2 separate regions of the Mus musculus genome follow, and region 2 is linked to region 1. Evidence: chromatin contacts called from public Micro-C data. All regions are on one chromosome and are shown on one strand. Each heading gives the region's core, a stretch centred on a gene start, on an enhancer-like site or on the middle of the called end of the contact. The rest is flanking DNA. Distances are from core to core; before and after follow the strand shown. Region 1 overlaps Gm40362 (a long non-coding RNA gene). Region 2 overlaps Cog5 (component of oligomeric golgi complex 5).

What was found. Hi-C and Micro-C count contacts between places; a contact is called where the count stands out from the background.
Region 2: a Micro-C map of the HL-1 cell line shows a contact between it and region 1, with 3 times the contacts expected there. The contact joins two enhancer-like sites. A contact is called at or near these places in 4 of 39 promoter capture datasets (cranial neural crest, hematopoietic stem and progenitor cells, pre-B cells and 1 more), 2 of 15 datasets of contacts at CTCF or cohesin (the NIH/3T3 cell line and pro-B cells), 14 of 484 Hi-C or Micro-C datasets (the HL-1 cell line, cortical neurons, embryonic fibroblasts and 5 more), 13 of 115 datasets of contacts at active chromatin or transcription factors (the NIH/3T3 cell line, the SCID.adh cell line, bone marrow-derived macrophages and 8 more) and 3 of 9 other capture datasets (adipose tissue, embryonic stem cells and liver).

Annotation. Positions count from the first base shown.
Region 1 is chr12:31,507,173-31,510,258 of GRCm38.p6, reverse strand. The region is part of intron 1 of Gm40362 (a long non-coding RNA gene); the gene reads right to left. Among named protein-coding and RNA genes, the nearest start is that of Gm40362, 9.1 kb to the right of the region's middle. Within about 2 kb of position 1,603, at least 13 of the 459 cell types and tissues checked have an H3K27ac peak or open chromatin away from gene starts, as enhancers often do. A contact at or near this core is called in the HL-1 cell line, where this site is marked.
Region 2 is chr12:31,693,823-31,696,955 of GRCm38.p6, reverse strand. The region is part of intron 6 of Cog5 (component of oligomeric golgi complex 5); the gene reads right to left. Among named protein-coding and RNA genes, the nearest start is that of Gpr22, 18 kb to the left of the region's middle. Within about 2 kb of position 1,270, at least 4 of the 459 cell types and tissues checked have an H3K27ac peak or open chromatin away from gene starts, as enhancers often do. A contact at or near this core is called in the HL-1 cell line, where this site is marked.

The DNA of each region.
Region 1 (3,086 bases), core at 354-2,853:
GTCTACAAAGTGAGTTCCAGGACCACCAGGGCTGCACAGAGAAACCCTGTCTTGAAAAACCAAACTAAACAAACAAAAACAAAAACAAAAGAGCAGCTATCTTAGATAGGGTTCCCATTGCTGTGAAGAGACACCATGACCAAGGCAACTCTTTCAGAGGAAAACATTTAGGTGGGGCTGGTTTACAGTTCAGAGGCTCAGTCCATTGTCATCATGGTGGAAAGCATGGCAGCATCCAGGCTAACATGGTGCTGGAGAAGGAGCTGAGAGTTCTCTATCTTGATCCACAGGAAGCAGGAAGAGACAGTGAGCCACATTGGGCATAGCTTGAGCACAGGAGATCTCAAAGCCTGCCCCTACAGTGATATACTTCCTTCAACAAGGCCATATCCCCGAAATAGTGCCACTCCCTATGGAGCAAGTATTCAAACACATGAGGCTATGGGGGCCACACCTATTGAAACCATTACAACAGCTAAATTAAAAAGCCAGGGGAGATGTGAATTTGGGAGATGGAGAGGAGAGTGTGCAGTCTAGGGCTCTAGGCTGAATAAGACTGCTACAGGAAAATATTTCATAGACAACTATAAGAGTACTCTGCACGAGCCCTGCAGACAAGCTTAACTAAAGGGTGGTGCGGAAAGTAGAAGAGAAGAAATAATCAGATGGAATGAGAAAATGGAGAGAAAAATTCTTTAAACTAAGGAAAGGAACTGTAAGGTAGGTGTTTCAGCTCCCATCAAGGAAGCCCCTCTATTTGTGCAAGAAGTTCCACTCCTTTCCTGTGTTAAGTTCATCATTCTGTTCTGAGCCAAATCTGTTAGTGCATGGGCACCTCTCCTCCCGGAAGTCATTTCCCCAGCCAGCCCTCAGGAAATCATAAGATTCTAGGCACACTAGCATCGCTCTGTCCTTTCAGCAGCCACGTCCTTCAACACCTTTGCACTTAGCTCTTCCTCTAACCTAACTTCTTGAAGTTTTTAAGCAAAGACTATGGATTTCTTATTTCCCAGGTCGCATCTTCCCAACAAGACATTCTCTGCCCAGAGCATACATATGCATTCGCCATCCTGTGCCATGGCTGCTCTATGCCACAGTGCTCTACTCTAAGCATGGTCTGTGCTTTACCCTACATGACCTGCTCTAAGCACTTCAGAGCATAGAACCTGTCCGAAATTGTTGTGTGAACAGTGTCAGTTTTACCCCACTAGGAAGCAAGTTACAAAATAGATGTGATACTATAATCCCAAAAAAAGGCAGGTGAGGGCAGGAGAAACATGAGTTTGAGGTCAGCTTAGGGGCTACACAAAGAGATCCTTCCTCAAAGGCAAACCAAAAATAAATGAAAGCAAGTTTCTAGAGGCTGCAAAGCTTAATAGTGGGTAGAGGGTGAAAGCTGGGAACACAAGAAGCAGTTGTTTTCTCCCAAGGGGGAGAGGGTCACCATTTCAGCAATTCTGAGATGCTGTGTTGGAAGGAGGATTGTGGAGAGCATGAGAAAACAGCATTTGAGTAAGCTGGCAAGGTTCTGACTGTGACCGCAGCAGCACAGTCAGAGGGTCTGACTCATGAAGTCTCCCCAGTCACTGTCCTGGGTGCCCGCCTGCTAACTCTGTCATCACAACCTGTCCGTGCATCTGGAGCAGTATCGTACCTAGCCAGAGTTCTATCACAGGGCCTGCAACAGTGTCAGACACACAGCAAACAGTCAGTAAATCCCGAGTAAAGGAGTAATCAGGAAAGACAACGGCTATACAAAAACCACTGGTTTTCAAGAGGGGACTTTTCCAAATCATACCTTATCAGCAAAATAAACATCAAACAAAACCCAAAAAACAAAAACCAAGAAGGTTTCTGCAAAACACAAGCCCAAGGATAACTGTATCCACACAGGGGCCTTGAGTCACAAATCAGAACAAAACTTTACTGTCTTATGCTTTACCGTCTTAGTTTGGGGGGAGAGTACAGAAAACTTATATGTAGATACGAACATTAATTAGTACTACTGCAGTTTTGTTTCCTTATAATTTCCAATTTTTTGACTACAGAATCTTGGGATATTTTATTTACCCATGGGCTGGTGCCACCTAGTGGACATTATCTCCTTAAACAGGTTTGAGTCTAGAAATTTTTTATTTACCTGAGAAAGGAAATGATGGGGACTATGGCTAGTTAAAGTCACTGGTCAATTTCACTTCCTAAAGTCCCCTGCAGACCGAGACGATCATCTCTACTTGAAAGACAAAGAGACTTAAGACAAGGAGACGTTTGGGAAGTTTCCAAGATCAGTCAGAGAGACACTGCAGAGCCAAACTCTCACCACTGTACCCACAGCTCTACAGCAGCAAGTCACCTGTGCAATTAAAGAAGCCAGCATTATGTATCTGTATAAGGGAGGCAAGCAGATGGTGGTGTGCTTTAGTGCCCTGGAGATGAGACTCAAACACCAACAGGTTTCCAAGGAAGCAGTTTGTTTATCTCCACCTACGTGCCTGAATCTAATGCTAATCACCCACTGGAAGTCTTATAATACCATAAAACTGGACGTTGGGGATGGCAAGATGGCTTAGTGGGTAAAGGTTCTTACTTGCCTTTCAGCCCTGGAGACCTGAGTTTGATCCCTAGAAGCCACATTAGAGTGGAAAGAGAACCGACTTACTCTACAAATTGTTCTCTAGCTTCCATACATGACCTGAGGTTCATGCACACATGTAATAATAAATAACTTTTTAAAGCTGGGTGTGAAGATATCAACATTCAGATTTGGGAAAGCCATAAAAGTTCAGTCTTTAACATGAAGATTACACATCAGTACAGCCACCATAAACACACAGCTATGACTGCCTTACCTATACCTTGCTGATGCTGTAGGTGGCTGCTGTGTCATTATATTCTATCCTGACTTCATCAGTATGCATCTCTAACAACTCATGCACCATTACTGCTTAAGAAAAGAATGCAGGCTGGAGTGATGGCTCAGCGGTTAAGAGCACTGGCTGCTCTTCCAGAGGTCCTGAGTTCAATTCCCAGCAACCACGTGGTGGCTCACAACTATCTGTAATGGATCCGATGCCCTCTTCTGGTGT
Region 2 (3,133 bases), core at 21-2,520, 190 kb before region 1:
ATGCACATGCACATACATGTTTAGTGGAAAGCAGACCACAACTTTCAGACACCAATCTCTATCTGTGTTGGGGAAATCAAGCTCAGGTTGCCAGGCTGGGCAACAAGAGCTGTTACCCACTGAGCCACCCACCAGCCCTGAAAACAATTGTAAATGCCAATGTACTAACTTTGATAAGTTATAGGTATGCTCTTTCAAATTATTATTGATAACCTAGTTCATTTTTTAATATTAAACAAGCCCTAAGCATGACCTCTGACCAAGCAATTTGTTGTCTAAAATGTACCTTAAGAAAACAATAGGTCGAGCCGGGCGTGGTGGTGCACACCTTTAATCCCAGTACTCGGGAGGCAGAGGCAGGCGGATTTCTGAGTTCAAGGCCAGCCTGGTCTACAAAGTGAGTTCCAGGACAGCCAGGGCTATACAGAGAAACCCTGTCTCGAAGAAAAAAAAAAAAAAAAAAAAACAGTCACCAAGACAGATTAAAATGTAATTTAAACCATGATCTAAATAGTTTGAAAGCCTCAATCTAAATTTAACAGCAGAAGTATTTGTTATCATTTCTAATATATTTTTATATTCTTGAGTCTATAAAGGGTTGGCAATGTATAACTTTGATGAATGAAGAATTTATGTACACTGTGTTGTTCTGACTATTATGTTAAAATAATGAGCCTACAAGTACATATTCAACAAGATTTATTCAGTCATTTGCTCTCAGTGGAAATCTTCCTAACATTTCCTTTTAGCTTTTATTTTTCATTACTACAGTTTGACTCACCTTAAAATATCAATTTCATTACTTAGTCTTAAGCAGTAATTTTCTTTTTTTTTTTTAAAGATTTATTGATTGATTGATTTCTTTATTATATGTAAGTACACTGCAGCTGTCTTCAGACGCACCAGAAGAGGGCATCAGATCTCATTACGGGTGGCTGTGAGCCACCATGTGGTTGCTGGGATTTGAACTTCGGACCTTCGGAAGAGCAGTCGGGTGCTCTTACCCACTGAGCCATCTCACCAGCCCAAGCAGTAATTTTCTATATCAATTAATTAGTAGCCATTTTTTAATGATTCCCAAACTTTGTCAGTAAACAATATGCCACAAAGTAACATTTCTCTGCCCCATAATTATCACATTTTCGTATATATGGAAAAGATTGAGATTTTTCTTGTTTTATGTTGTGAACAGATCACCCTGGGAATACTCTTCAGCAATGATCAAGCTGGAGAATCTGAGTCACCATACAGGGATCTGTTATTCAAGGCTCTTCCCAAACAAAGCTTTAAAGCAGGGCTTCTCGCCTTTCCTAAATGGTGACCCTTTAATACAGTTCCTCATGTTGTGCTGACTCACAACCATAAAGTTATTTTCGTTGCTACTTCATAACTGTAATTTTGCTACTATTATGAATCATAGTAGTAAATATCTGATATGCAGGATATTCACCGATATGTGACCCACGTACTGACTGGTTTTGTGTCAACTTGACACAATCTAGAGTCATCAGAGAAGAGCGAGCCTCAGTTGAGGAAATGCTTCTATGAGATCCAGCTGTGAGGTATCTTCTCAATTAGTGATTTATGGGAGAGGGTCCAGCCCATTGTGGGTGGTGCCACCCCTGGGCTGCTGATTCTGAATTCTATAAGAAAGCAGGCTAAGCAAGCCCTGCGAAGCAAGTCAGTAAAGCAGCAACCCTCCATGGCCTCTGTATCAGCTCCTGCCTTCAGGTGCCTACCCTGTTTGAGCTCCTGTCTGACTTCTTTCAGTGATGAACAGCAATGTGGAAGTATAAGCTGAATAAACCCTTTCCTCCCCAACTTGCTTTTTGGTCATGGTGTTTCCCTTGCAACAACAGAAACTCTATGTAGGACATTCTCCAAAGGGGTCATGACTCACAGTTTGAGAACTACTGCTTTAGAACCGTCCGCTGCCTTAATGATTTAATATAAGAAACAATAGCCGTTCCCCATCTGGGTATAGGTGTGTGTGGTTGCACATGCTGGCAGGTATGTATGCATGAGCATATAGAAACCAAAGTCAGTGCTAAGTATCTTCCTCAAGCATTCTTCCTCCACCTTAGTTTGTGATAAGATCTCTTAATGAACCTGAAACTTGCTAATTGGCTAGACTAGCTGACCAGCAAGATGGAGAGACCCTCCTACCTCTGGTGGCCTAGCACTGCAACTACAGGCTCATGCTGCCTTGCCCCGCTTGTTACACTGGTGCTGGGGATCTAAATACTCATGCTTGTGTGACAAACACTTCACTGAGTGGACCTTCATCCCAATCTTCAAGATTTGCACATTTTCACACTTCTTTTAAAATAGACTTTTGGGGGGCTGGAGAGATGGCTCGGTGGTTAAAAGTACTGGCTGTTCTTCCAAAGGACACAAATGGAGGGTTAATAACCATCTGCAGCCTCACTTCCAGGGGATCCAATACCCTCTTCAGGCCTCCATGAGCATTGTACACACAAGGTACACAGACAGACATGAAGGCAAAACATCCATATACATTTTTTAAAGTAAAATACATAAAAATTAGAATAGTTTCTCAAACAAAACCTAAATTTATAAACAAAGCAAAATCTAACTAATTTCAATTAAGCAAATTAGAAAACTAGAGTTAAATAGCTCTCACTATTCTCTTTATACAACTCACAAGATTTCTTCAGAATGTGTACTAAACAAATACAATTTTTGAACTATGTCTCAATGAGAAACTCAATGGAAAATTTGCTGCTCACTGCAATGAAATCTTGACTAAACATATTCTTATTTCTACTAGGCTCTGGGCTTAGGCCTCAGCACCACAAAATACCCATTTCTTTCCTGGGTAAGTTGAGAACAGTTTCCAATTTCTATCACACTAATCTAACTTGATTCACAGTCCCTTTCTTTTAACTTCAACACCAACAACAACAGATCCCAAATCATTCATGCTTTATTTTCCTGTCTTCATTCTCCATCATCTGACCCAGTTTTTGCCTTCCTCTTCCATTTTTTTTAAGAAGGTAGTAACTGACAGTGAAACAATAATAATCTAGAATAACCCCCTAGTCTCAAAGCCCATATCTTAACTATAACTACAAAGTCCTTTTTGCCATTTAAAGAAACATGTTCACAGTTT